2 separate regions of the Hordeum vulgare genome follow, and region 2 is linked to region 1. The links are chromatin contacts, called in public Hi-C maps. All regions are on one chromosome and are shown on one strand. The core of a region is the stretch at or near the end of the contact, and the rest is flanking DNA. Distances in the headings are between cores, read along the strand shown.

Region 1 (4,756 bases), core at 1,043-3,542:
TCCATGTGGCCCTTCCCCGTCCGATCCGACGAGGCAAAGCAGGTTCCCATCCATCCATACATGGGATAGGACAAGGCGGCGGGGCCGGTACCGGTGGCCTTGCAAATCCGTGTCCACATAGGCCGGATTAAGCAAAAGCGCAAGATAACCAACTCCATCAACACCAAATTGTTGGGGGGGCACCGATCAATTAAGGTGCACTCGCACTACATACATAGTATGTATGTTTGTTGCTTAGCTGGCTGTATCTGTATGCATGTGTGTTGTGGGTGTTCTCTTCTTCTTCTTTAAAGTTCCTTTGTGGGCTATGTGTGATTTCGACCACGATATAATGGTCCCTTTCGAAAATCGGTGGACACCGATTTCTCGCAGAGCGAAAGGTTTTAAGTCAAATGTGCACATGCGCGCATTCGATCAAAGATGGATCCGGTATTCTCAACCATATCGGATAAGTACAATTTTTGGTTTGTATGAGATAAATAGGTTTGGACTTTCAGGTTTTGGTAAGCATGAGAGTCTGTAATCCTGGTGGTAAGCTGCTGATCCTCCCTTTTTCTGAAAGAAAAAAAAAAGGTTACTAACCCTTTGAATAAATCAGGACAAACTAAGCCTCTCAAGTGGAAATTCGGAACCAATGATGTGCCAGAAACTATCTTGGCTACATGCACGGTACGAATTGGCAGCATCATCATAACTACAACTTGATCAATATACAACTCACTACAAAACACATGTCTCAAGAAGACCATTTTAGCATATAGGACCAATTCAGTACATGTGCCAAAAGAGGGCAGCCCGGCATGCATCTGTCAAAAAGTTGGGCTGCTAAGCCACCAATAGGAAATTTCTCATCAACCAGCCGTATATGCATGTGTGTTAAACCCAAACCAATATGCCCAAGCAGACCACCTGCATGCTAGCTAATCCTAGACACGACCGGCTCTTAAATACAATTGGTCCGGTCGAATAATTCGTTCACCGAAATGAGTCATGACTCATCGTACAGTTTTTATATTCGTATTAACTGTAATCTACACATTTGGTGCACCTAATATTATTTCGTCATTAGCACTTATACTACAAGCTAGAGAGCAGTTGCATGACCGGCCGGACTCTGCTGATAGCAACAACATACTGTGTGTAAAAGAACTATCAACGGCCGGATCTGGATATCCCACCTGATCAATAGGATTGGGAGGGAGAGACGTACGTACTTAGTTTGTTGTCGGGGTTATTACAACACGTATGGTGCCACGAGGGAAAACCATGCATGCGTTGCACCAAAAGCTCACATGTATGGTGCGCTTAGACAAGCCGTGGTGTTGTGTTCCTATGGCAATTCCTAATAAAGGTCTTCTTTTCTCTTTTCAATTGCAAGGCCGATGAACTCAATACCTTCTCTTGTGAGACAACAAGTCCAAAAGTTAAGTGGATCTGGTCTTGTTTGACAAAGTATAAAGACATGCTTAACTAAAGTGGTTTGAGTAATTCTATGATTCTTTTGACAAAAATCTTAATTAATTAGGTACACCAAAAACACAAATGTTCTTATGATAAACAAAATTGTTGGTTTCTTGCAATATAATAACAAAACAATGGCATGTAAAAATACGAGCATGTACTATATATATACCGGTATGAGACGGTAAAAGGTAGAGAGACCAAAGGCTTTTGATGTACTCCAAATCTCTTTAAATTGACCCCGAATATCCATTACTAAAATATAATTTCATTTGTATACATGTCACTTCACGATAAGAAACAACAAAGCCGACAAAACCGTTGCGCCCGGTTCTTTCCTACGTAAGTCATGTCAACTTCAAAGATAAAAAGAAAATCATCGCCAACAAGTCTCCGTTGTGTCAATTCTTCTTACGTAAGTTATGTCGGATTCCACCGAACACGGTCCTTGCGTGAAAAAACCGCCGCCGAATGTCGTTGAGTAAGACGTGAACATATCCGACGCCGCGCGACCCATCATTGACCTGGAAACTTCACTTTCATGGTACATCATGGGTGGAGTCCAAAATTCAAACTATTTTTTCAAAAGTTGTTTGGTACCACTATGAATGAATGAATTATCCCCTTCCCCTACCTGCAACAACAACCTGGTGTACCGGATAACCTCTGCCCACCACCAGACACACACTGTGAGAAGGCGGTGACGCATGCAAACCGGCCTAGGTAGTCAATCGCAACAGGCTAAATAAATGTCGCTGGAGGCGTTGGGCCTGCGCTCCCGAGTGGATTGGACCGAACTATGTCTCCTCGGATCCTATATAAGGGGCCTGCACCCCGTTGTGGCCTCACCAGAAAAGAAACAACAAGAGCTTTACAGAGAGCCTTGGCATCACCCACCCACACCCTCACCCTCCAACGCAGGTAGAGAGAGAAAGAGAATGGCAGGCCAAGGCGTTGCCTCCATGTTGGCTCTGGCATTGCTCCTCGGAGCCTTCGCCTCCATCCCACAAAGTGATTCCCCTTCCTTCCCTCCCTCTCTCTCTCTTGAAGTGATTGGGTGCAGTTTTTTTTTTCATGCAGGGAGTTTCTTTGAAGATAGTAATACGTACGTTGATCTTAGCTTTCATTAAGAGAAGCATTAGGGAGCTAGCTAGGTAGCCGGCGGCCATGGTGTACCCATGCTCACATAAACCTCTCTCCCACAGACGTCACATAGCATACCTTCCTCTGTTTAGGTGCATGTCGCTTTCGTTCTGCGTTTTATTCTTCCCGCGCCATCAGTCGCATGGTAAAGCATGAACGGCCGGCGCCCGCCGGTCTCATTATCTACCTCGATGCGTCCATCAATGCATGGGAGCACAGTAACTTTTCAAAAAAAAAATCGAAAACTAAACACGGTAAATTTTGTAAAAAAAATCGTTTTCACTCGCTAAAAGAATCAGGAGTCTTGGGTTTTGCTGCGGAGTATACGTATCAAAATATATGCACCGCACGCTCCAAGATAAAAGTGCACGTCAGCACGTGTGATCGGCCTTCATTGTGTTTCTTCTATGGAAGAAAACGTTGCAAGAAGTAGGTATTCCGCAGGAAAATTAATATCTTAAGAACAACAAAAATGATACTTTCTAGATAAAACATTGAAAGAGGAAGTAAGCAGTGAAAACGATGCTTGTAGATAGTTTCAACTGTTTTAACCATAAATTAATCTAGTTGATCGTACGCAAAAGCTTGCAAATGAAGTCTCGAAATGTTTGGTGACCATGCATGTCAGTTAGCTAGCTGCATCTTTTTACAAAGTCAGAAGGTTTAACTAACGACCTACAAGTAGCTAGCTAGGCCAGTGTCTCTTTCTCCAGTGTCATGCATGCTAATCACCTAGAAAGTTTTTCTTCTTCTTCCTCCTCTTCCCTGCATGCAAAGCTGTGCATGCATGTCTCGACAGTGTCGCCCTAGCACTGTAGACACGAGCCCTACCACTTAATTGGTGGTTTGTTCCCTGATTAATTCGGTGCAACTACTGCTGAACCACCCGTCGCTAACCATCTTTTTCTTCTTCCTTTGGTCCGCATCTTGACGTTTTTTCAGCGATGGACGATGCCGTACCGGCCAGTCCAGTGGTCCTACTCGTTTCAGCTAGCCACTGTTCCATTCTTTTAAGCTTAACGAAGACGATTACACCAGCTGCTAGCTAACCAGTAACTATAACTCAATTGCAGCCTTTGTGTAGTCATCATATCGACTTTGAAAGTGCAACCGGTGGATCCATGGTACATGACGCCATCGATCACTAGGCACTAACTAACCATGCATAACCCAGGTGTTGGTTCTGCTGGCCTTTCCAAGTTTGGTCTGCCTGAAAAGAATTGTGATATAATAGGATTGTAGGTTAGTGTAGTGGTACTAGCCAGTAGTTGGCACTTGATCGGCCGGGCAGCAAGTTAAGAAGAGGATTAAGTTGCGTGTACTTATATGGAGTACTTTGTCATGCACGTGAGCTAGACCGTTTATTGGAGCTTAGCTGGGAGCAGCCGGAGGGCATGCATGCACGCCATGGCGATCCACATCGATCGTATGTGGACTATCCAACGGCCGTGCTGCGGACGTTGGACCAGAAACTTTGGTTTGTCCTAGCATGTATGTATGCATGAGGTCTCTACACCCCCCTGTATTTCTAGGCTTCCTGCCAATTGCCATCTACGTGTGGTCGACCTCCATTCTGCCCCTACGATATTCCTGGCCCGTTTTGTTTAATAAATCCAGCTAGCTAGTGCCGTGCAAGTACTACACAATTTATGCCATACCATTGATTGGCGATGGCACTCTTAAGTGTACACGTACTGTAAAAATACATGTATTCTTTCTAGCATAATTGATGTACCAACTATCAAGTGTAACACTTTAATAGAGTAGATTGGTGTAGAGTTAGTTGGTAAACCAAGCAAATCAGGGAGGGTAAAAGATTCACTGCACTGGAAGCTAGTCAAAGTTCATTCCTTCCTTTAAGGTTATCTAGTTCCTTTTTCTCCTTGCTCGTGGTAGAGTAGCTAGTAGCTAGTGACAAGTCGGTCAAGGCGCCGGCCGTGAAAATAGCAATGTTCCTCGGCCGTGTGCGTGCATCTGACACCAACTCGTGACTGTAACAAAAACAATATATAAGTGCTGCATCAGCCACCAAAGTCTAGAGAGAAAGAGATAAAAAAAATGCGCAAAGCTAGAGGCTTACACGCATGCATCCATGCATGCGTACAAGATTTCAGTTAAACGTCCTTTTCGGGGAGTTAGTATTATCCCTCGC
Region 2 (4,756 bases), core at 881-3,380, 250 kb after region 1:
TACTAAATCTTTAAGGTGTGGTTGAATTGACAACTCAACTGCTAATACTTCAGAATATTCTTTGGCTTCCCCTTGAGTCGAATATATAAATTTGGATTGAATACTCTATCCTCGGAAACTATTGTGATCCCATATACTTGTGGGTTATCAGTCACTCCACGGCGTGCCCCGAACGCGAGCGCCGATGAACACTTGTGCTACGCCCTGATGGGAGTGCGCCTCCTCCTTGACCACTTCGAAGAGCAGCAAAGTCTGAAGCAACCTGAGGTTGCGGGCCTCGAGCAAGAAGCGCTTGAACTGTGGGTCGAGGTTTGGCTCCAGCAACCCGTTTGGATGGCGCGGGGATGGTGGCGTCATTGCAGCCATGACTTACTCCAGCGTGTGCAGCGGTAGCGTCTTATTCACGAGCGTGAGTTATACAAATTTTTAGTGGAATCTCACTTATTCCCAGCTAATCCACCTAAATTGTAGTGCGTTGTTAGTTATCACCCACCAGACCATGGTGGGACGAAGTGGGCTATGGCGGGACGTCCGCGGTCAATCCCACCTGCAGCCCGATCCTCCAGATTAGCGAGAAGGGGCCTACCCATCAAAGTGTGTGCCCACTATGTGACCATCGTGACGAGACCATGAACCACATCAAGATTGAATGCTTCTTTGCAACGGAGGCGCGGGGACGGGTCTGCACGACCATGGGACAGCCGTGGCGAGCATCCCTATAGGATGAGACGTTGTCCGAGTGATGGATGAGGCAAGAGGAAAGTGGCCACAATCGCTTGCAACAGTTATGATCTCGTCAAAGCTCCATCAAGTGTTAGTGTGTCGATCCCAAAGCACAGACCATTGCTACAAAATTAGTCACGAAACATGTAAGATGTTTAGCTTGGAGTATGGACGTTTTGGTGAACGAGCTCCATGGAACCCTTTATTTTTAAAAAATTCAAAATTTAAATTTTTTGACTTTAAAAAATTCTGAAAAAATGCAAGTATACATGGATGAAATGTATATATGTATAAAAAATCAGGATAAAATACCTTTAAATTCGATCTATACAAAAAGGACAAATATGTGGACTTTGAGGATGAATAGTATAATCTGTTAGAAAGCCTCAAATTTATCTTTTTTACAGAACCCTTATTTCAACGTATTTCGTCATAAAAATTTACGCACATATGTGTTACGCTTCCATGAATATCTGTATTTTTAGGGTTTTTTTTGAATTGTAAAAATATGAATTTTGATGAATTTTGGGTTTTTTAAAAACCGATCTTCATGGAGGCCGAGCTTTAAAAGACATTTTCGTTTAGATTGGTGATATTATTACTAGGCGTCAATGAAGTCGACTGAAACTATTGCGGGAAAAAAAGTTGACTGAAAGTGAAGATGGCGGTAGTACTCACGAGAGAGACCACCCATCGGACACAGATGAGGTGACATGCACGTTTGCATGTCACCGTGTGCCTTGCGGTCTAAATTTAAATTTAAACATTACGAAAAATTTTGAAAAAAAATCATGCATGTTCACATCATATATTAAGATAACCCCTAAAAAATTCAGATCAAAATTCAAAACATACACTGAGAAATAAAAAAGAGAAACTCAGATGTGAACAGTCTACACAGAACCATTCGTGACTATTCATGACAGATTTCTCTTTTTTATTTCATGATGTATGTTTCGAATTTTGATCTGAATCTTTTAAGGGTTATCTTAATATGTGCTGTGAACATGCATGATTTTTTTTAATTTTTTCGCAAAGTTTAAATTTAAATTTAAACGCAAATCACACGGTGACATGCACCTGATCTGTGTCCCCACCCATCAGGCAGACCTTTTCCCATTAGGCGGCCACCAGTTAGGCAATTCGCGCGACTGTTCAGCCCCATCATCACCCCCTAAACCCATACGGGCACCGTTTGGTCTGACAGGCGGAGGGCCCCGTGTTTAAACGCCGGTCAGCGTCCCCGATCAGATGCGCGCGCGCTTTCCCGGCCGGTGGACGAGGACGGCACCCGACCGATCGCTACTGTTCGCCGATCGATCAGACCATCCGCACACACATGCGGCCCAACCTCCCGTGACCCGGAGGGCGGTCGACGGCGACGGGCTCGGGCGGGCAATCATTTCGCCCGCGCCTCGATGGTCCTGGACACCGTCCCTGGGCTGTCACGGCAGCGGCGCGTGCTGTGCGGGTGCCGTGTCAGCTGGTGCGTGGCGCCGGGGAGGTCCAGCGAGACGCAGGGTCGGGGGGTGGGGATTCGTTCGTCGACAGGCGGTGGTCGACTGGTCGCGTCCTTTTCGCCGCGCGGCTCGTTATGGGGCGCGATCCCGACGTGAGTTGAGACGAGGGCTTGAGGCGGTCCGCCGTAATGCTCTTCCTAAATTCCTATGATGTTGCTGTTCCTTCATAGCTGGCTAGCGTGTGCTGCTTGATGGCCGAGATGGGACACGGCAGCGCGCCGATGTGTCTTCCGCCGGGAATGGTGGTTGCCACTGCTACGTTGCTTGCACGATACAGCGTTTGTGCATGTGTGCTGCAGCCGGGCATAATTATTTTATAACTTAATCTATATTATTATTAAACAAGAAAACATATTCATCGTTACGTGCATCCAGTCTAATTTAGACATAAGGCAAGTCGTAATAGGAAATATCATATGCTAGTATCATGGATACGATATTAATGTATCATATTAAGTATCATATTATATTCGTAATGCATAGTATCATATGGTAGTATATTTATTATCATGCATGACACATACTAACAAACATTTAATATGGAACGGTGATACTTAATCTTTTTTTTCATTTAATTTTATGTCACCTTATCTAAATTGTCTAGTTGACATACATAATACTACTATTTATGATATTTTTATTATGAACAACCTAACAACAAAAATGAATTACATGCTTATGTGCAGAGCACTTAATTTAATTTAACCATCAATATTGCATGAACCCATGTTCAAAGTGTGTTTAGCATTTCTTCGGGCGAGTGAACAAAAACTCTGTCATCCGACGTCCTCACGTTGTGTTCATGACTAAAATTACCAGTATGCTCCCACCTCCTTCTCCCGAAAAAAAGACGTACTATGCGCATGTAGCCCGCACCTTTCGCGAAGGCCGCACAACCGGCCGCCGTAGCCGCCCTATCTGAAGCATGACTTCCCCACCGCCCCGACGCTCCTCCTACACAACGTAGTCACACACCTCCAACCGTTGCCCGTGTATCGCCGGTAATCGTTTGTCGCACCTCTGCGGTCTCACATGATTGCTCTGTTAGAGCATCTCTCATAGACCCTGTATAAAGCCGCGACCCGCAAAATAATCGTCAAAATACAGGTCGGCGTAGAAAATGTTGCCCGACCAGACCCCGCAAACGCGTTCGTCCCGTAATAATTTTTAGGGCGCGGAAAAATCCCATCCCCAACCCGTGAAAACGTAGGTTTCCGCCCCACCCCTAATGTGCCCCGTATCTCAGGAAAGCGGTTGGCGGGAGGGACATTTCAGCCCACGCCCTTTCCCTACCCTCTTTCACCGCCGCCCGCCATTGGTTTCTCCCGTCTGCCGTTGACGACTCTGGCCAAATCTGCGGGCAGAATCGCGTCGCGGGGGCGCCCGTACCATCTTCAACCGAGCCAGTACACCGGCTCCCCGGATCAGCCGAGCCACCGCCCCCGAGCAGCCGGTGAGTATGTACTTGTGCTTGTGCCGAGCGGTATGCATGGTTGGTTAACGGGGCGCGCATATTTGTGAATTTAGATGGGATTGAGCCCGTGCGAGAAGTTTTTGCTCGACTATTCGTACGATTCAGATGAATCGGATGTTGAGACGCTACTTGTCAACTATCACCGGCAGACGTTGGTGATGGACATTGCCGTGAAGGAGCACGAAGACGAGAACCGAAAAAGGCGGCGAGGATCGACCGTCGGCCGTCTTTGCATTCATCAAAATTGTCATCTCGGGAATGAGATGTTGATGCAAGACTACATCGCGTACAATCCAACATAACCGCCGCACCTCTTTCGGAGAAGGTACCGAATGCGCCTATCCCTCTTTGTGAAAATTGTTCAAGCTTGCGAGGCCAATTGTCGGTAGTTTACTCAAAGAAGAAATGTCGCGGGCTTAAAGGGATTTAGTGCATATCAAAAAATCTTGACACGTATGTGGGTAATTGCATACGGCGTTCCGACTGACTATGTCGATGAGTACCTTCACATTGGTGAAGATACTACAATTGAGTCAGTACGTAGGTTTGCCCAAGTGATCATCCGGGTCTTTGGTCCGGAATATCTTCGGGCACCCAACGAGGAAGACACAAAAATTTGATGGCATCTAATGATAGAAGAGGTTGACCTGGCATGCTAGGAAGCATAGATTGTATGCATTAGACTTGGAAAAAATGCCCAAAGGCATGGCCAGGTCCAATGGACGGGCTCTTTGTCGTGTGTCGTGGGGCTCTTTGCCGTCCGGGGGCAGACGGCAAAGGGGACGTGCCTATAACGGTCGTTTCCCCCACTACCCCCACTCTCTCTCTCTCTGCCCCCGCACGCGTGCCACTCCTGCGCCCCTCCCCTCACTAGCCCCCTACGCCGCCCCCTCCCCACACCCCTCCGCCCCCACCCCTCACCCACCCCCGGATCCACAACCACCCCGCCGTCGGCCACTCCTGCGCCGCCCGGCCCCCTCTCCTCCACCGTGTCGCCCCTCCCCGCGCACCCCCTCCTCCTCTACGCCATGCGTCGTCC

What was found. Hi-C and Micro-C count contacts between places; a contact is called where the count stands out from the background.
Region 2: a contact with region 1 is called in a Hi-C map of seedling, with 4 times the contacts expected there. The contact joins the enhancer-like site here to the promoter of LOC123440143 in region 1. A contact is called at or near these places in 2 of 6 Hi-C or Micro-C datasets (leaf and seedling).

The regions. Positions count from the first base shown.
Region 1 is chr1H:396,002,176-396,006,931 of MorexV3_pseudomolecules_assembly, forward strand. It overlaps LOC123440143 (lichenase-2-like), which reads left to right and starts at 2,293. Exons shown (of 2, transcript XM_045116719.1): 1 at 2,293-2,472. The coding sequence starts at 2,400.
Region 2 is chr1H:396,249,616-396,254,371 of MorexV3_pseudomolecules_assembly, forward strand. No RefSeq gene overlaps it. Among protein-coding and RNA genes, the nearest start is that of LOC123440143, 250 kb to the left of the region's middle. Within about 2 kb of position 2,131, at least 3 of the 3 cell types and tissues checked have open chromatin away from gene starts, as enhancers often do. A contact at or near this core is called in leaf and seedling, where this site is marked.